Linked DNA regions of Gossypium hirsutum: regions 2, 3 and 4 are each linked to region 1. A link is a contact called in public Hi-C data. All regions are on one chromosome and are shown on one strand. The core of a region is the stretch at or near the end of the contact, and the rest is flanking DNA. Distances in the headings are between cores, read along the strand shown. Region 1 holds the start of LOC107961635 (DNA cross-link repair protein SNM1). Region 2 holds the start of LOC107961628 (fatty-acid-binding protein 2). Region 3 holds the start of LOC107961624 (phosphoinositide phosphatase SAC3). Region 4 holds the start of LOC107963364.

Region 1 (5,138 bases), core at 605-3,104:
AAGCTTGGCATTCAGATAGTAATTACTGAAGTTTCCTATCATTTCTAAAAAACATGTACTCTTGATATTTTCGGCTTATTTTATCTTTAATAAATATTTCGGAAGAATTGATCATATAACTTGATCAAAAACATGTACTCTTGATATTTTCAACTTATTTTAAATGTACTTTAGCCAAATTTTTATTGAGGATATAGAGTAGAAGTTTATTTTTAACTAAAGAGTTTTACAACAAAATATCTAAGAGAACAATCCAAGAAAGTGAGTTTACGTATCACACATACTTAATTAATACCAAAATTTTTATTGAAGGTTAATTTGAATTGTACTTTGTGAATTGTAAGGCTGGGTTCAAGCTCACTAAGAGCCATATGGTAGCAAGAGTCCAGCTTAAAATGAAGCCTATAGGGTGAAAATAACAACATAAGAGGCTCATGACTCTCATCACTAAGACAACTAATCATAGTAAATATAAATTATTATTACTGGTAATAAAAGAAACTCAAAACTAGACAATAGAAGAAAGATATGATAGAAAACAGTGAAATCCATAAGCCATTCACCACAGAGCATTTTGTAAATGATTAGAACTAAATTATTGTCATTAAAGAGCAAGGCTTGCATAGATGGCTAGACTAGAGTACACTGCTTGAAAAATAAAAGAAGAAAAGCAGTTAAATAGGCAATAGCTTCAAGTTCTATCAAATTCATGTTTTTAGTCTCAAATTCATGGTGTTTGATTTTCTCTCAGATAGTATTGTCTAAGTTCTTTATTAAGTTCTATAAACAGTTGAGTTGTTTAGGCGGTGATTGTATAACTCTCTATAGAAGTAGAAGCAGAACCACTCGAACCAACTAAATACTATACCAGACATCTTTTTGGAAAAATGCCAATAAAACAATTAGAAAGAGTTAAGAAAAAATGTTACCTCTCTTAAGCGAGCTAGATTGCGACCATTCTCCCCATAAACAAAGTCAATAACATTCTCAGGAACTTTAATCTCTACAGTTGTATTTGTCACAACGGTAGATTTGTTTCCACTGCAAACATGGGTACATTAGTTATGAGAAACTGTCCGAAAGCGTTACTTCCCATTCCCCACTCCCAATTATATTTGGCCCCATATAACACCATTAAAGTTCAACAATATAAAACCAGCATCAATCTTCAAAATTATATAGGATATACTAAATTGATTTCGTATAATAACAAGATAAGATCTTGAGAATTTAATGTATTTAATTTAGATGGTTTACCATTACTGAAAAGAAACCTATTATTTCTACTAATTTAACGAAAAAAATAGAAAAAAAAAGGAAATCAAAATGGGAGAAAAAATAATTACAGGCAGATGAATCAATTGCAAATCTGGGAAAATCTTTGGCATATTAGAGATTTAGATGGAGACGGAGATAACCCTTTTGGTAAAACATAGATTTGCCATTTCCATTTTCAAGACTTTGAACTAGTCTTGTTAGGGTTACTAAAAGAGGCAGAGGAAATTGAAAGGAATAACAAAAAAGATAAAGGTTTATCTGAGGGAGGATTGCTACTGGTAGGAGACAAAGGAAGCAAAGGAGGTAAGGATTGAGATCAGGTTGAGTAAGAGCTTTTTGAGGTGAGAAAATCGGAGGATAAAATGGAAACGGGACTTATATTAATTGCGTATTTAGTGGTGATGAAACGGAATAAGAATGCCTCCTATTCCATGCTTAAACACATAATAGAATAGGCCCGTAATAGGCATTCTATTGAACCAAACTATGGTTTCTGGTAGGCCCACAAAATTGGATTGTAACCAAACATGCCCCTAATATTTTAAAATTTTAGTTAAAACGTTGAATGGGGTAGGTACGGTGACTTAGCAGTAGCCATCTTATTTTTGTTTGGTTCTTTCCTTTAAGGGAATGCCCCGTTTTCCCTCCAATGTGCCCCGTGAAAATAATTCAAATCCTAACCTTCCCGAGTTCCTCAAATCCAGTCTCTACCGTTTCGGCCACGCTCCGCTGAGTCCTCTCCCCAACATAGAGCAATGCTCTCAAGATCCACTGCATCCCAGCTTATCTACGCCGCTGCCGGCGACGACGACGACGACGATTTTCAAATTCCCCCAACTCAAACCCTTTCAGCTTCCCTAAAACCTACCTCACACAAAACCCCCCTTAAACCTTCCAACACTCCCCACCCTCCTTTCAAGAAACGCAAGCACTCCGCTAACCCTGGGAAAGAAAACGCCGTCGTTTCCGCCATTCCAGCAACTCGATCCGATGATCTCCCCGATCTTCACGATATTTGCGGCTTGGATTTAATACCTTCCAGCATCGATTCTAGTTTTGATTCAACCTCTGCTCAAAATAAGGAATCTGATACTGGAAAATGTGACGAGAAGAAAATGGAGTCATTGGAATTGACTAAAGGTTATATGTGTAATTCAGTAGAGTGGAGATTGATAAGGCCGATATCAGAATTAAGCGAGGGATTCCGTGAAGTTTGCGAGGAAGATGAGGAGCTTGATGAGTTACTTAAGCTATGCGATGAGGTGGAAGAAAAAGAAGAAGAAGTGTCTCGAGAAGAAGAAGAAGACAATGGAGTTGAAAATGAAAGAAATGGTGAAGACAAAGGTTCAGTTCCGTGTCCGCTTTGTGGGGTTGATATTACGAATTTGAATGAAGAGCAGCGGCTAGTTCACACCAATGGTTGTCTCGACAAGGTGGAGAATCCGCCTCCAAGAGTAAGTTCAATATTCATCTTCCTATGGTATAGTAATGCTTATTTGCTCTTCTTTGTGGTAATTGGCTTCCTGTTGTACATGTGATTATTCGTAGGTTGTTGTTCATTCTAGTGTTGACAGTGAGCTTCATAGCTTTCCTGAGGTTGTAGATGGTCCCCTTTCGTCTCCTCGACAAGTTGTTGATGTCTCCCCTGTTGTTAATTGGTTAAGTGGTCTTGGTTTAGCAAAATATGCCGCAGCTTTTGTCCGAGAAGAGGTTGATTGGGACACTCTAAAGTGGTTGACCGAAGAGGTATGCTGCTTAGACTGTCTCTTGGATACTCGTATTGAGTATAGTACTTCCATATGTTTTACGGCTCTGGAAAACTTTCATTATTCTCCTCTTACTTAGCTTTTCAAGTTTGATATCTGCATAAGCATATAATAGAAAAATTAAGAACAGGCATAGGGTCCAATATGCCATCACCCGGGAATAGGAAATGGTTTAGGAATGTGGATATCACCAGAATTTTTGTGGATCGGAAATTATCATTGTGGTAATTTAACAAAGAGATTATTGTTACAAAACTATTTGCGATAAGCATGAGAAGTTGCTAAAATATGAAATTTATGACTAGAAATTTCGTACTGTGCTAAAATCACGGAAGCTAGTTAATTATTTCTGAATAATATGAAGCCATCTTTCTTGTAGGTCCCAGATTGTCGTACTGTTGTAGTGTTGGCTGTTGTTTCATAGATGTTTCTTTTTCCTATTATTTCATATAAGTTTCACATGCCAGAGCTTGTTTCACTGGATGAAGCTCCCTTCTCCTCGTTTTTCTTCTTTTTGCAGGATTTGTTCAGCATAGGTGTTACTGCACTTGGCCCTAGGAAGAAGATTGTGCATGCTCTTAGTGAACTCAGAAAAGAAGGCTTACGTGCAGCTGAGCCACATATGGATCATCCCAGACATGAAAAAGGATCAGCCAAAAGCAACAAAAGAAAGATGCAAACCGAGCTTTCTAATGTTGCAGACGATGAAACTACTAAACCAGCTGTAAACAAGTTAATTACAGATTATTTTCCTGGCTACGTTTCTGATAGGAAGAAAGTTTGCACTCCAACAAGAGGACAGGATAGGTCTGACAAAGGACAATCAAGTTCTGGTCGAAGACCTGTGCAGAAAAATAATGTTAAAAATGGAAAACTAAAAGACATTCCTTCATGGTGTTGCATTCCTGGGACACCATTTCGAGTGGTAATGGGCCGTATCTGTTAATAACAATAACTTTCAGCTAATGCTTCTTAATAGCAAATAATTCTACCAGCAGCATGAGCTATTATTTCTCTTTATTCCACTGTTTTGCAAGCACCTTATATGTTTCATGGTTTCTTATGTATTGGCACTTATTAAGTACAGCTGTAATTATATATTTCCTTTTATGGATCTATTTGATACCTAACTGAACCAGGCTTTAGAAGATAAAATTAGTACTTTTCTCTAACATATTTTGGTACCTATGCTTTTTTGGTGTTTCTTAAGTTTATTCTAATTTACATTTTCAGGATGCTTTCAAATACCTTAGAGGAGATTGTTCCCACTGGTTTCTCACGCACTTCCATATGGACCGTAAGTTCAATAACAATTTTCTCATTCAGTATATTCTCAAATACATAGCAGGATGCTATTCGAGTGGTAGGATAGGGTGCTTAGCTTCCAACATATCCTTTTTTTGCAATATCTTTACTCAAATATGATGAATAGCATGCTTAAGTGGCTTTCGATGTTTTACAATTTTGTTTTATGTAGTATGATGCACGCAATTCTTCTGGTGGTCATTTATTTTTGGTCTTTTCAAACTTTTATATTGAGATAGCCAGCTTTGTTTTTTCATATAAATTCCCATCAGAGACCTGCCAACTAAAATTGAATTTATAATAGTTTCAGACCTGCAGCGATAAGAACTTTATTCTTATATTCTGTGTTTATTTTTATGTCTTCTTTTATATTATCATTTCTGTAATAACAAACAATGCAAGTCTCTAAGTGACACCCAATTAAACTCTTGGGGTAGACTGACCTGCTATAGTATATTTTTTTGTAAACGAGTCAAATTCGTTACTGATGTGAAAGTTAACTGAAGAGAATCTTTTCCATAATGATTTACCTTTCACTGTTGTATATTGGCTTTGATGTGCGGACAGATCCATGATTATTCTGTTCTGTTTTTATATTTGACAGTGCGGCAAGTCCATTACCCTGAATTGGGTTATATTGCTATACTGTTTTATTCTTTGTTCCATGCATAATGATCTGGTAGCAGTTTGGGCCCAGAATCGATCATATGTGGGAACAGTAATTTAGAGACACTGTTCCTATGGTCCTAAATAATAGCTTGTGATATTGCATTCGGTTATGCTTTTACA
Region 2 (4,793 bases), core at 973-3,472, 290 kb before region 1:
AAAACCAAATGCATACACCTTCAGAGACTTAATTTTGATGATCTTCATGGTTCTTGATCCAGTACCAACAAGCACCTAAAAGCATAGAGACATGGTCTAAGTTATTGTAAAAAGAAACAAGAACCGCCAACATGTAAAGAATGACCAGATCATGTTAAAGTGATGCAAGTCCCCAGTGTGACTATTCAAGCTTGACCTAATGATGTTTTGTGATTCAAATTCCATGGCCAACCTATGGAAACTTTAAAATTGGTTGGTTTAAATTTTCAACAAAGGTGTCCATAATGCATCTAAGCAACCATGGAAAGCAAATGGCTAAGAGCATTTTAAAAAAGAAATAAGTTTCCAGAGAGCACATAAACCTACATTGTGAATATATTAAAATATAAATAGGCTGCTTAACTGATGCAAGAGAAACAGAAAAAAAAAAGCATATCACAGATGATTGATACAGAGTGGGTTACGGAATGTCAGACTAGCAGCAGCAATGTCCACAATGTTTTACCTCGGAAGCTAAACTAGAATTATTCTGTGTATCTAACATGTTATCCAATATAGTTGGGAACTCAATGCCAGTTCTGGGTTCAATAGCAAGTCGTCTTCGGTTCAAATCTAGAAAAGATAGACTGCCACATCCTTGACCGACTTCACAAGGCCTTCGATCCATGAGTTCTTGCATTTGAAGTTCAGTGTTATCAAGTGGAACAGCTAGTACCTTTGAAGATCTGATCACATTAAATCAAACAGCTCAATCAAAGAAAACCATGTGAACAGACAAACACAACAAAGAAAGGTCAAAGACAATGTAATTTGTGAGATAAAAAACCTTACAAGTTGTCTAATGGTGGTATCAAAGCTGCAGCTAATGATAGCAAAGGAATGTGTCGGAGTGCTTCTGCTTCTCCAAAGAAGCTTCTCATTGCAAAACTCGAAATTTTACCAAAAACAAGAGGGGTGCCAAATAGGCCTCTTGAATCAGAGGCAAACCGACATCCAGCAAGATTATTCTTACAAGAAAATAGGTGCTTAACCAGAGCTGAAGATTCACAACTCCTAGATTCCAAACCACATTGATTACCAGATGATATATCCCTACTCAACTTCGAAGTTGACATACTAGAGAACCAAAACAGTATAGCCCCTGTAAACTTCGACATACAACTAAAAGCTTCTCGAAATGTGAGACTACCAGGTACATACAAATGTTTAGAATGGTACAAAGAGCTGTCAAGAAACGAACTAAACTGCGAAAACAAGTGAGCTCCAAAACCATAAGAAACAAAGGGCTCCAAGGGAAAAATATATGGAGACCCTCCTCCATCTAAATCCATGAAAAACAACCAAGTATTCCGCATACTTTGGACTTCAGCTATATGCCCAATCCAGAAATCTTAACCTTTTTTTTCCTTTTTTTTTCTGAACTGAGCAAATTGGGTGGTAAAGTTTACCACCCTTAGAGAAAAAAGGACCTTCAGAGAAAGAAAATGATGATCCAATTAGAATTCAATTATGATCCATTAAGAACAAGGAAGCATTTAGTAAATAGAATTACCCTTTGATGAGAAGAATAATAATAATAGTAAAAACGTACAAAACCTAAGCATAAATAATTGAGAAGCCAAAGGAACCAACAATGTATTTTTGAATAAAAATGAATAAATCAATTCATTTAACATTCAGTACAATGAAAGGTAATATTTTTCCTTTTTATAATTAATAGAAGTAATCTTTGTTCCTAGAAAATGAGCAAAAAAAAATATAGCCGTAAAATAAGGAAGGTAATCACCAGAAGCAATGCTAACAAGAAATTCATCAAATGCAACCAAAAAATAAAATAAAAGGTAAATAATTCTAAATAAATTCTTTACAGGAAACATCAACAAAATTTTCGAGAAAAATAGGTGAAAAGAAAAAAAAAGTTGAAAACTGCAAAATTTAACAAACTTCTTTTTTTTTTCTTTTGGATCAAAAATTTCATAAAAAAGAAAACCGAAAATGCAAAGAAAATGATACCTGAAGAACGCACCTTAAATCACAAGGAAAGAAAATTGCATGTGGAGATCAAGAGATTCAGATTAGGGAGACGGAAATTAGGGTTATTTTTTCCAAAAAAAAAAATTTCTTTCGTTAGTTTTTCAAGGAGGTTTTTATTTGATGGGAGAGAGAAAGGAATATGCTGTGTTAAGGGGAAAAAAATAGGCAAAAGGTGAAGAAAACGAAGTCACAGTGATTCAAAGCTATGGGAAGGACAAAAGTGGAAAATTAATAAAAATTTTATTTCTTTATTTTGAACTTTTTGGTGACGGTGACGGTTTGGCCCCCACTTTATATTGTAACAATTTCCCACTCAATTAATTAACTAGTGAGGGTTCCAACTCTAATGTTTCTAGTATTGCAATTAACCCTTTTCTTTTTTAGATATTATTTAAACAAATAAAGTTCACCAACTATGCATAGATTTCATTTTTAGATATTATTTCGTTTTAGTAATGTTAGATAACGCAATATTAAAGGTTTTAAGTGGGGGTAAATGTTATATGTAGGTTTTTGTTTTAATATTTTATTTTGGGTTTAAATTTTATTATGTATACGTTTCTACAATTTTATTGTAATTTAGGTATCAATATATTTTAATTTTTAGCTTGTCTCTGCTTTGTTTTGATTTTGTTTTAGTTCTAATTCATCCAACATATATTACTTGTGATTTATATTTGTATTATATTTGTAAACTCTTTAAAAGTAAGGGTTTTTTTTTACTTAAGTAATATAAAATAATTAAATAAATATTGAAATGGGATAAAGGCAGTAATATTTATTAATCTAGGTATGAGCTACAGTTAAAAATCAGTGCAGTCTGACCTATCAGCGGCAGCCCTCTCTCCAGTCACCGGTCACATCAAATTTTTAAAAAATTAATATTTTTTATGGGTGCTGGTCAATCAAAGGCACCGAACTGAAATGCAATGACCTAAAATATTTAGGGGCCTGATATGTAAATTTTTCATTTTGATTGAAAATCTTTAAAGGTGCCACTAACACCAAACTTCAAATAGGATAAATTTCATCATAAACCCTTCTTGCTTATTATTTCTTTTTATTTTCCTTCAACACAAAAAATAGAAAAGCCTCTTATCGGTTAGTCCAAAATATTTTTTTACTAAAAAGTATTTTTGTAAAAAGTTGATTCCAACTAGAAATATATTTTATTTATTTTTTAAAACATAATTTTTTTGTTCAAATAATTTTTTTGTAAAATTATTTTTCGAAAAATTATTCGAACTAGAATAAAATAATTTAAAAAAAATACTTTTCGAAAAATAAATGAAATTTATTTCCAATTGAAATCGGCTTTTTTACAAAAAAAAACTTTTTAATAGAAAAAACTTTTTGGACTAATTGGTAATAAGCCTATCTGTTTTTGGTGTTGAAGGAAAGTAAAAGAAAATAAATAAGAAGAGGTTATTAAGCAATTTACCCTTTTGAAGTTTGGTGCCGCCAACCTGTCAGGTGACATCCTTAAAGCTTTTCAATCAAAATGGTAAATTTACATATTAGGTCCCTAAATATTTTAGGTCATCATATTTTAGTTCAGTGCCGCCAATTGACCAAGTGGCACCCATAAAAAATTATATTTTTTTAAAACCTGATGTGACCGGTGGCTGGGGAGAGAGGTGCAGTCAATTGGTCAAGCGACACAAGTTTTTTATGGTAGTTTCTGCCTAGATTCGTAAATATTACTGCCTGTAACCCATTTCAATATTTATTTAATTATTTTATATTATTTCGGTAAAAAAACCTTAAAAGAAACAAATAAAAGTTATTTTATGCCAATGAGGATTTAGTAGTATTGGCAAAGGCTAAGACCATGTGACCTTGTGTGCTCATGTTTGGGTCACACTATGTGCTAATGCCAATTATGAGTTTTCCTTCATAATATATTAAAATATGCTTCAAGTACTCTTCATACATTTTGAATTTAACCCCTTCACTTTTCAGATTTTTAATTGTAAGCTTTATTATTAATATTGTTAAAATTATTCTATTAAATTCATACTCAATTCAACATCATTCATTTTCGTTACGTAGCTACTAAGTAAGTATTTTTTTTTCTATTTCAAAATGTTACACCGGTAAATTTAACAAAAGAATTTTAATGATGTTAACAATTGGACCTGAATTTTGAAATTTAAGAAATTGATGGACTAAATTTCTAAAATGAAACTAAATTCATGAAAATAAAAATAGATAGACTAACTTTCAAACATACAAAGAGTACAGAGACTTGGAATATATTTTAACCATCATATTATTCTAGGTTAAGTCCTACCATATGTGGGCATATCTAGATTTATTCTTCTTTTAAGTTCGGATATATTCTAATTTTAGTCAATTGTGCTTTAAATTAAGTGGATTCTAGTTCTAGTTAATCGAATGTTTATTATTTGTGGTTTGTACTTTTCTTGTATTTATTATTATATTTATAATTTTACTTGTAAACTCCTAAAAATACTTGTAAACTCCAAAAAATAACTTTTATTTTTTAAGGTAATTATACCTTTTGACACCTAAATTTTATTTCAATGTTCAAATTGGTACATAGAATCAGTTCAAGTACAAAACTTTACACATTTGACTAAACAAGTTCGGTTGTTATCACTTTACAACTAAGACAATCAATTTTACAAAAAAATTAAAAAAAAACCTTTGGAGCCTAGATTTGCCTCTGAAAATTAGAATTACATTATTGAGGATGTACAATAATTTTGTGCCTGCTATGAAAAATTTACATAACA
Region 3 (4,820 bases), core at 1,430-3,929, 430 kb before region 1:
CCACTAGCCTGCCCCTTCCCCCCCCCCCCCAAAAAAAAAAAATTGTAGATTTTCTACACGCATTATCTTTAAGAAACATAGCAGTTATGTAATAGTAAAACAAAATAAAAAGACTGGTATGAAGATGACATATAGCCAAAAAGGGATAGTGGGTGATATAATTAAACTTACCTTAATCAAATTTAAAATAATTATAGGGTTGCCATATCTTTTGACAAGATTTTGAAAGTGAAGTCTGGTTGCTTCATAATTTTTGTCCTTCTTTGACACTGGGAAAAGAGAAAACAGGGTTAGTTTTCCTTTTCCTGAACAAAAGAAAATGCCTGCAGTAACACCTGAAGTACTCCAACAATTACAAGCACGTACATATGATATCTGGTTTAAGATTCAATCGTGAGGTTTCTTGTGACCAAAAGAGCGGAATTGAGCCTCGGTTCTGGACAACAGAAGTTATTTCCGCAGGAAGCCCATCAGGGACATCCTCGAAGACAATCTGCTCTGTCTCAACATCATTAGCTACTCTGCCTTTTTCATTTACTCCTCGTTTTAGATACCTACAAAAATAATTGTATGCACATGCAGACAAGCAGTTTCAACCCATAACTATGTTACAGAAAATAACAACGGTATTAAGGATAACCAAGTTAAATTGCATCTCATAGCGCTCTACAATAACAAAACTAAGCTTTTTCCCCTTAATGGGGGACAACTTTCTTACCTGGTACCAGCATAGTGACGGGAGCGTCTTGAAATAAGCGTCAGTTTGAAGTCCCTTCCAGATACAGAAAGTGTGGCCTATATTCATGTAGCCCAATGTCAAACTATGAAGCTAATAATCCATTAATATGCACAACAGGAAATAAAAAATTAGCTAACGATAACTTAAAATGAGGACTGTCCTTAACCTGCTTAAAGAAGCCATACACCAATGCAACTGTCCATAAAGTATTCTGGAGGTGATTGCGTATCCCTCGAGTTAGGAACTCATTCCACACAAACATGGTCTCATAAAGAACCTGACCTGGTTCATTATTACACAAGTTCTTTTGAAGACTAAGCATGACATGGTATGAATAGCTGAAGAAGAAGTCCTTTGTCAGATCAACCGTGCATAAGAGCTTCTTGTATCTAAACAAAAGACAAAACAAGTAATATCGAATTAAAAACTAAATGCAAAATGCACAATAGAAAAGGCACTTTGTTTGAAAAATGGAAACAAAGTGTATTAGCAAACAGAAAAGAAGAAGACCTATTCTCATCCTTAGAGTCAACAATGCTTGAATTAACAGTTGCATTTGGGACAGGAATCATCTCAGTCTTTGAAACCGCATATACGTTATGACCGCGAATTGAGCCAATCTGCCTTCTTTTTGTAATAAGCAGCATATAATAAGGCCCCAAAAATTTAATAAACCCTAAAACATGGAACAATTTTTACGTATTAGATTAACAACATTTGAATAAAATTAATAGTCTCCTAAAACCATAACCTAATTTCAACATCCATACCAACAATGCCATAACAAATTGTAACGAATCTCAATCCACCGGTGGATATATTTCCTTCATGTATCCGCCTCAACAACTCAGAGCATTCACTCTCTGTATACGTGGTAGAGTCTTCCCGAATGTTCAGCTCGGAAGGATCAAGCCGGTCTATCTTTAACACTCTCCAATAAGTTCTACTCTTATCCCTTCCAATCATATAAAAGTTCTGTACACAAACACCAAAATAAAAATAAGTTCAACATCAAAACAAATCTACTTAAGTAAAATTACATCAAAATCAAGTTGATAACAACGAAAATTAAAGATATCACAATGAGCTCAAAGCAAACAAATAAACAATAAAAAAAATTAAAAAACAGAAATGAAAGAAAAAATTACCGATCGAGTTTCGTAGAGTCTGAATTTCTGCATACATGTAGAAGTTTGAGATTGGGAGGAGCTCTCATGATTGTCAATGTTATCGCAGCAATATTTTGCAGCGGAGGATTCCATGGTAAGCTTCTTTTTCCTCACCGTTGTTATTTTTCAATTTCAGGTTCAGATCTCCCCCCCGAGCCCCAGGCTCAGGGAATTTATCAGAAGAGCATGCACTAACGATGGAACTTTCTCGCTATTTACCTTTGGTTTACGTTGAGAGAAAAATCCATACCTCAATACGGAAATTTGCCTTATTCTTGCCAAACCACAATCGGTCCTCCTTTGCAAATAATGGAGCTTGGCTGCTTCAAATACAGCATCTTCTTTTGAAATCGAAAGAAGCAACAAGAAAACGGGAAACTCAGGAGACCTGGCTAAGGACGTTTGACCGACCTTTCCTTAATCCCTAACTCCAATTATCTTCCCCTTCACATCCAAATGTCAAACGCCGAATTTACCCCAAATTCGACATGATTTGTGATCTTTCTCCAATCAGGGCCGTAATTGCAGAGATCGAAAATAAAATTAAACAAGATTGTATTTATATATCATTTTAACATATAAAAACGGGAATCTTATCGTTTTTTCTTCTGTGCAGCGGGCTAAAAATAAAATTGGAAGTTTATAAAAGAAGGGAAGATCGAGATTTAGAGTTTATTTTTATTTTAGATGAAAAGGTAGCTGCTAGGTTAATATTAGTGATGTAGGAGCTGGGTTTCCTTTTTCCTTTTTTTTTTTTTTTAATTTCCTCTTAATCATGATGATGTCGTGTTTAAAACTACATCAAGAAAAGCCTAATTAATTAATTATATTATTTCCCTCTTCCACCCTTGTGCATCCCTCTACTTTTGCTTTCACTCCCTCTACTTCTCACACATTTTAAATTTAGTCTTTTCAGTTTTGATTGCGATTATGTGTATTTTTTAAATCCCATGCATCCAATGTTCAATTTGAAATGTAAACATCTTTATTTTGAATCTTGGTTTTTAACACTAGTTAGTGGTGTGTTTGTACACTACTTAACATTCTCTTTTGTTATTTAATAAATTCTAATACACTACTTACATTCTCTTTTCTTATTTAATAAATTCTAATTTTCTAGAACTTGTTTAACTAGCATTGTAATTCTTATGTCATGTTTAGTAATAGAAAATTATGAATAATATTTTAGAAAAAAGTAATTAAAGTTATCAACAAGTGGTTGGGTGTAATACTAAGGCACATTACACTTTTAAAGGAAAAATTTAAGTTCGAACATTAGAGATGACATTGTTAGAAGGATGGATAGTAATGAATCTTGAATATGAAATATAAAAGTACTTACTCATCTAATTTAAGGGATTTTTTTTTTTACTATCATATCAATTAGACTTCCATTGTTAAATTGAAATAGTTGATTAAATAGTTAAATTTTGAATTTTAAGGAAAATTGATAAATTTCACCCTTAAGTTTTATATTTTTTTGCCACTTTTAAAAAACAATTTGGCCCTCAATCTTGTATAAAAAGTTGAATTTGATGATCAATCTTTTTAAGAGAGTCGAATATTTTTTTAACAAAAATCTTGATTAAAACTTTAAATTTTTAATTTTTAAACATGGAAGCCTGTATAGCAATTCACATGTACTTGATGCTAATTTTTTGAAATTTTACAATTTATTTTTAAAAAATTGAATATGTTTATTGTTTTTAAATTATTTGTTGGACTGTCAAGTACACATAAACTATCATGTGGGCCATCACGCTAACATCGTTAAAAATTTGACATTTTAATTAGTATTTTTGTTAAAAATATAATTTAACTATTTTTAACATTGTTAACGACAAATTAAGCTAAAATAATAAGAAGAACCAAATTGACAAATATTATAAACATTAAAACTAAATTTATCATTATGTCAATTTGTATTATTATTATTTTAACTATTATTATTGAAGAAGTCTAAGAATACAATCACTAATAATATACATCCCATCCATTAAAATAAATATAAACTTAATATAAAATACAACTAAATTATAATCAAAATTTATTCGAAACTAAATTAGAAAAAAATTGTAGAATATTTATACAAACTCAAACTTAAATATTAAATATTTAAAAAATTATCTATGCATAACATTTATACTTAATTATTATAAATTTAATATTTTTTTTATTTTTAAATAATTTTATTATAGATTCTGATTATATTTTTTTATGCAATATAGCTAGAACATCTTCCTATATTAACAACCAAGTTAAAGACTCAATTGGTTAAATTTAATGTTTTATTTGTTTGCAAAATCTTTAAAATTTGATTTATTTTTATCTTCATATGAATATATACAATTTAAAAGTAATTAATCGAATAAAAAAAGAGGTTAATAAAGTAAATAGAAATCTAAAAATGATAATCCATGATAAAGATATTCATATGTTTTCACATATATAGTTTTTACGTCACATTGGAAATGATTGATATAAAATAAAATAAAAAAGGTAAAAAGGGTGGTTAAGGCATGGGGTTACTTTTGGCAAAGCCAGCTTGCTTGCTTTCCATTGGACTTGGAACAATGGTCTGCAGTTGGTGATTTAATCAAATGTGTGACGTGGCTCCATCAGCATTTTTCTATTTTTTAATTACCTTTATGCGTGACGTAACCACCAAAAGCATGTGACTCGGACGCCCTCACTCAGTTCATCTGGACTCTAAAAAGCGTCCTTTTCTATTTGACTTTCCTGCCACCCACCCACCCTGTTGCCTTGTGTTCAAATAATTAAGTCATGGCTTAATTAATTCCACCACAAGTAGTTAAATTTCTAATTGAATTTATAAAATATCGACATTATATCAATTTAATCCTTTTTATTTATCAGTATAGATATCAGTTAGGAATTAAATGTAGAGAATA
Region 4 (5,111 bases), core at 1,883-4,382, 480 kb after region 1:
GTATTTAAAAATTGACAATGCAGTGTTAGTTTATTCGTGTCTTAAAATTATAGATTTTAGAATCATTCTAATGTAAGTTATTAATTTTTTTATTAAAATTCTAAACATTAGCAACTTAACATATATTTTAATATTTACTTTATAATATATTTAATTTTCATATAATATAAATTACAAAATATATAAAAGAAAAGAAAAAATAAACATGCCATAAACTCGAATGGGTAGGGCCAAAATGGATTTGGGCTTTGAATTTCATAGCATAATTTTTACTCATATTCTAAATAAACTTAGATTTTTTATCCAAACTCTTTTTCCGAACTTATTATTTTTATCTAAACTATCCCAAATTTTAGATAAATATTTGAGCTTGGATGGGTAAATGCACCATTGAATAAGCCTATGTTTTACTAGATGTGTTTGTGGGTTAGATTGGGTTCTGACCGAGCTTATGTGTGATAGTAACACATTCTCTGTTTACTCAAACCTAGCACAATCTGAAATATAGGCCTCAAAATTTTACTATATTTATTTATATTTGTAAATTACTAACTCAAGTCCATTTTAAGTAAACTTATATTATTTGTTATTTTTTAAAAATATTTATATTAATTTTAATTAATATTTAATATTTAATAATTTAATATTTTTTTATTTATTAAAATTTTAAATATAAGTAACTAAGCATATTTTTTTAGTATTTACATTATAATATATTATTATTAATTTAATTTTATGTATTATTAATTTTATATTATATAAATAATATATTATATTATAAACTTGCAACATGAGTAGGCTTGAGTTGAACTCAAACTTTGAATCTTACATGTTAAAATAATTTTTTTTTATATCAGATTTAATAATTTTGTTGAAAAATCTCAAATTTGGTGCAAAAATTTGGACTTAATCCGATATTCTAACTCTTGAATAAAGCATCACATTTATGCCATTTTCACTATAAACCGAGGAAACAAGTGAATTAAAGTTACTGTATGTAATCTTTAATATTTTATTGCAATTAATAGGTATAAAATTAATCAATAACCGAAATTACATATCTCTTCCATTTTCGCAAATTACATATAATATCATTTATAAATAACCAAATAATAATTTTCCATAGGGAAATCGCATGCAGGTGAGCTGGAAAACTAGAAGAAGAGAAGATGAGAAAAATACAAAGAAAATTGTTGGTGTTGGAAAATTTAGTGCAAAAAGCAAACTCCTCTCTTGATACTTGATACCGACATTTTATGTTATTTTCTTCAATGGCTTTGCCACTTGCCACCTTTTCTAATTTTTTTTTCTTTTTTACATTGAGATATCTCTAAAAGTACTAGAGGTAAAAAGAAAAAATAAAAATAAAAAAGTATGGGAGAAAGGGACTTAATCAAAATAAAAAACAAAAGGGAGGTGAGATGCTATTGCTTAATTAAAAACGTAAACAATCCTTGTGAATTAAGCCAGCCAATGCCAATCCCCATCAATTCCTTCAATTTCTCCAATATTCATGCTGTGAATCACAACAATACATATCAATAAAACAAAATTTTAAAAAAAATCTCAAGGACTGATCTATTTCACTCAATTTCTTAAGAAAAGCCCATGCGTTAAGCTTTAATGGGCCTTTTTGGGCTCTTACAGCCAGAAGCTTTTGTAAGCATGAAGGCACGGCATCCATTGGGTGCAACTTTATTATGTTTTACAGAAAACGAGGCAAATTTGACTCTTTTCTTGGTAAGAATCAGGTAAATTACTGCATTTTACCAAATTTTGACCCTCAATTAGATCCAATTTGAGAGAGTTTCTAAATTTCCAATGTATGAATGAGCATGGTGAAAAAATCGTAATTTATACGTTCTGAAACACTTGTTTTATGTTTTTGAAAATCTGGGTACTTACCAAGGTAAGGCAGAATCAGAATCCTGGAAGTAAGAATCTGGGAAAAGATTATTGAAATGGTGGTGCTGCAAGCCACAGTCATTTGCATTCAACCAGGCAGGGAGTTCCATGACTTGATCAAATGGTTGGTGGTACCCATCATCCTCACCTTTCACTTCATTCCCATCTTCCATACTCTTCAAGAACTTGAACCACCATGCTGATGTTACCAAATTCACAGTGTCATTCCACTCTATTTGATGCTTCTCTCCTAATGATCTCATCTCCGCCATTCCCTCATCGTCCATAGCTTGATGCAGGCCTCCCCCACCGTAGGATGCTGTTGAATCGGCCATAGTCCCAGGCCCCACTTCATGTGACACTGCAACTGAAGGCACATCTTCAGTTACAACTGATAGAGTTGGGGAAGATGAGGATGATGAAGATGAGTAGATTGATGGGTTATTACTGTTATGGTAAAGGTTGGAGTCTATGTTGAAATCCTGAAAGTTAAGGTTTAGACCTAGGGTTTGGTCTGGTAGGTTCAAAGTGTGTGCAGTGGATGTAAAAGGACTTGGAGAAGAAGGAGGCCAACTATAGGAATGGGAAATATAGTCTAAATTATAGGTAGACAAGTTGTTTGTTTTTGGTTCTTGCTCAAAAGGTTGTGGGAATGAAGGAGAAGGCTGAAGCGACCGTGATGATTGCTCTTCTTGTTGCTGTTCATTGGCTTGTTTCATGGCAGCTCTGTGGAACTTGAGTGCAGTGACAATTTCTCTCCTAGCTTCAGCCATGTTAAGCATCCTTTGTTGGTAAGGCCTGCGGGTATGAAATCTCCTCCGAACCTGTTTCTTTAGTTGTTTAGGTGGTGGGTTTGGTTCCACCTGGCTCTGTGTCTGTGGTGTAGCACTAAAACCCTCACCAAATTTGCTCAAAATTTGGCCATTAACGCAATCAGGGTCTTTGGCACTTCTGGAAGTGGTGAGTTGTTTAACCAGGCTACGAATGTAAGCACCAGACAGCTGAGGAGTCTCATCTTTGTGACTGTTTCTAATTCTATCAATTTCCATTCCTTCTTTTGCTTCTTGCTTGGAACATCGACCCTTCATATCTAACTTTTATTTTTTTTCCAACTTAGTACCGTAGAAAGAGAAAGGTGGTTTGAAAGATCATGGGGGTGTTATTTTTTCCTCAAAAAATCTAAAAGGCAATGTACAGAAATGCAGAGAGAGGTGCAGGAGACTGAAGTTTCACAAAGGAAGGGGGTGTTATAAATACAAGCTGACCTAGGGTTTGTAAATTGTTTTGGATTTTTCCTTGTTTTGGCAATCAACACTTGTTACCCTTTATTTACATGTTTGTTTTAGGCTTACTACTTTCCTTTACTAAACTGCCCTCCTCTTTCAACTACATTTACATTTCATTCATGCCTGGGAAGATCAATCCCGCAGTCCCACTTAATAATACACTGGGGTTTCATATGCTTTTATCTTACTTGCATGTGTCTAAAAAAAGACAAAAGAAACAGAAATGCGATGATGAAGCTTAAATATATTTTATTACATAGAAGGATTTGGTTGCTGTTGATCCTCATTATGTCAAAGGGGACAGCTTCTGAATTACTAGGCAGGATTCAGCAAATGGTCTCTTCTTCTCTTGGGTAAATTGGATTGATATTTTAGCATGTAATTTCTTCATTTTAACCGGTGATATATGTATGTGAGGGAATTTTAGGGCAAAAGCAAGGGTTATTCTGGTATCTTGTCTGAAAGTACGATGGGACCAGGCTATGCCTGTGAAGAACCTACACTTCCAAAAGTCTTAATACTACAACTACAAGAGATGACTGACAAAGGAATCTCCATTACTGTTGTAATGTAGCCTTTTTTTATATTTTGGAAAAATAGGAGAAAATTTCCAATATTTTGCTGTTTAAAAACAAAGAGATGGACAAGATTTTTAGACCCTTTCTGAAGACGTTGTTCAGAAAGTTAAAAGACAAGAATTTTCCATACCATCGTCTCCATCATCAATACTTTTACTCCAATTGCAGGTGGCTAGCAGCGTCTAAGATATGGCTTCTGTGGTTTTTATTCAACCCTTTCTGGCGCCAATAATAGTGAAAATAAAACATGGAGTAAGAGACATTGTTACTGCTGTCAATAATAGATATTATGTTTATTTTATATTTGTGTAGAATTTACACATGATTTTTGTAATAAATACCTCGTCACCTTTACTTCGTCTGGTCCCAACATCGTTTATGCAAAACAACTATGTCCCTCGTAGATGTATCCACGCTCGACACATTTACATGTTTTTGGTCCACCTTGTGAAGGATATGTGTTTAGTTTCCTTTGCATGAAACACACGTGGGGTTTTATCTGCTCTATGTCAATCTCATTAACGTCTATTATACTCCCTAAGTAGCCAACCACAACAACACTAGCACAATCCACGTGTCTAGATCTAAGGCTAAAGAATGATCACCTTCGCCTATAAATACCTATTCTTAGTCTTGGTAGAGGTCTTCTTCTTCAATCATCCACCCTATGCTATATACTCTTTTATTATCCTCTTCCAACGGCTCTCAATACTTCTCCATTGTGTGAACTGTCATCCTTTTTTTTTACCTTTTTATAATCATCGACAATTGATGTGGTGAGTATGGACAATATGGTTCATCATGAGGGAACCATCCTTGGAAAACCCATTGTACCCTCCAATCCTACTACCTAGCTTGTTGGCCAAACATACAATCCTCACTCAACACATCCTTAAAACCCCTATAATGACATTCATGAAAGCTAGTATCGTCCACAACCTAGGTACAACATTGCTCCTCCTTCACCAAACTTATGCCCGATGCCAACATCTAATGAACAAACATCATAAAAACTTAATTCCAACCCTAGCTCTTACTCCCAATAATTTCTAGAACTACAAGAATAAACAAGGGCTTTAAGAGACCAAAAAACACGACAATAGTTGAGGTATGAACAACAATGTCAGCAATACCAATAACAACTCTAGCAAAATAATAAAATAATAAAAGAGTTGAGAGCAAGTCATAATCCCCCTCTCAGTTCCAAACTCAACATGATAAGGTTGTTTCCTCTCTTAATGCTCAAGGTCAAGGTCATAACTCACACTTAGAATACTTAACAGAATAGGTTTTCCCTTACAACAGCAACAAGCCTGGCATGATGAAATTGAGGCATTAAGAT

The links. Hi-C and Micro-C count contacts between places; a contact is called where the count stands out from the background.
Region 2: a contact with region 1 is called in a Hi-C map of leaf, with 2.1 times the contacts expected there. The contact joins the promoter of LOC107961628 here to the promoter of LOC107961635 in region 1. A contact is called at or near these places in 4 of 34 Hi-C or Micro-C datasets (all in leaf).
Region 3: a contact with region 1 is called in a Hi-C map of leaf, with 3 times the contacts expected there. The contact joins the promoter of LOC107961624 here to the promoter of LOC107961635 in region 1. A contact is called at or near these places in 4 of 34 Hi-C or Micro-C datasets (callus and leaf).
Region 4: a contact with region 1 is called in a Hi-C map of leaf, with 8 times the contacts expected there. The contact joins the promoter of LOC107963364 here to the promoter of LOC107961635 in region 1. A contact is called at or near these places in 10 of 34 Hi-C or Micro-C datasets (callus, hypocotyl, leaf and 1 more).

What each region holds. Positions count from the first base shown.
Region 1 is chrA06:23,809,569-23,814,706 of Gossypium_hirsutum_v2.1, forward strand. LOC107961635 (DNA cross-link repair protein SNM1) reads left to right here and starts at 1,855. Exons shown (of 10, transcript XM_016897692.2): 1 at 1,855-2,732; 2 at 2,827-3,024; 3 at 3,565-3,969; 4 at 4,278-4,341. The coding sequence starts at 2,034. It overlaps LOC107961634 (a long non-coding RNA gene), which reads right to left and starts at 1,703. Exons shown (of 5, transcript XR_001701330.2): 1 at 1,347-1,703; 2 at 930-1,041.
Region 2 is chrA06:23,516,011-23,520,803 of Gossypium_hirsutum_v2.1, forward strand. LOC107961628 (fatty-acid-binding protein 2) reads right to left here and starts at 2,223. Exons shown (of 11, transcript XM_016897681.2): 1 at 2,027-2,223; 2 at 832-1,469; 3 at 506-725; 4 at 1-75. The coding sequence starts at 1,355.
Region 3 is chrA06:23,374,298-23,379,117 of Gossypium_hirsutum_v2.1, forward strand. LOC107961624 (phosphoinositide phosphatase SAC3) reads right to left here and starts at 2,680. Exons shown (of 16, transcript XM_016897676.2): 1 at 1,888-2,680; 2 at 1,510-1,714; 3 at 1,250-1,415; 4 at 906-1,128; 5 at 719-795; 6 at 367-554; 7 at 172-269. The coding sequence starts at 2,001.
Region 4 is chrA06:24,284,642-24,289,752 of Gossypium_hirsutum_v2.1, forward strand. It overlaps LOC107963364, which reads right to left and starts at 3,133. Exons shown (of 2, transcript XM_016899912.2): 1 at 1,906-3,133; 2 at 1,400-1,516. The coding sequence starts at 2,993. The coding sequence ends at 1,462.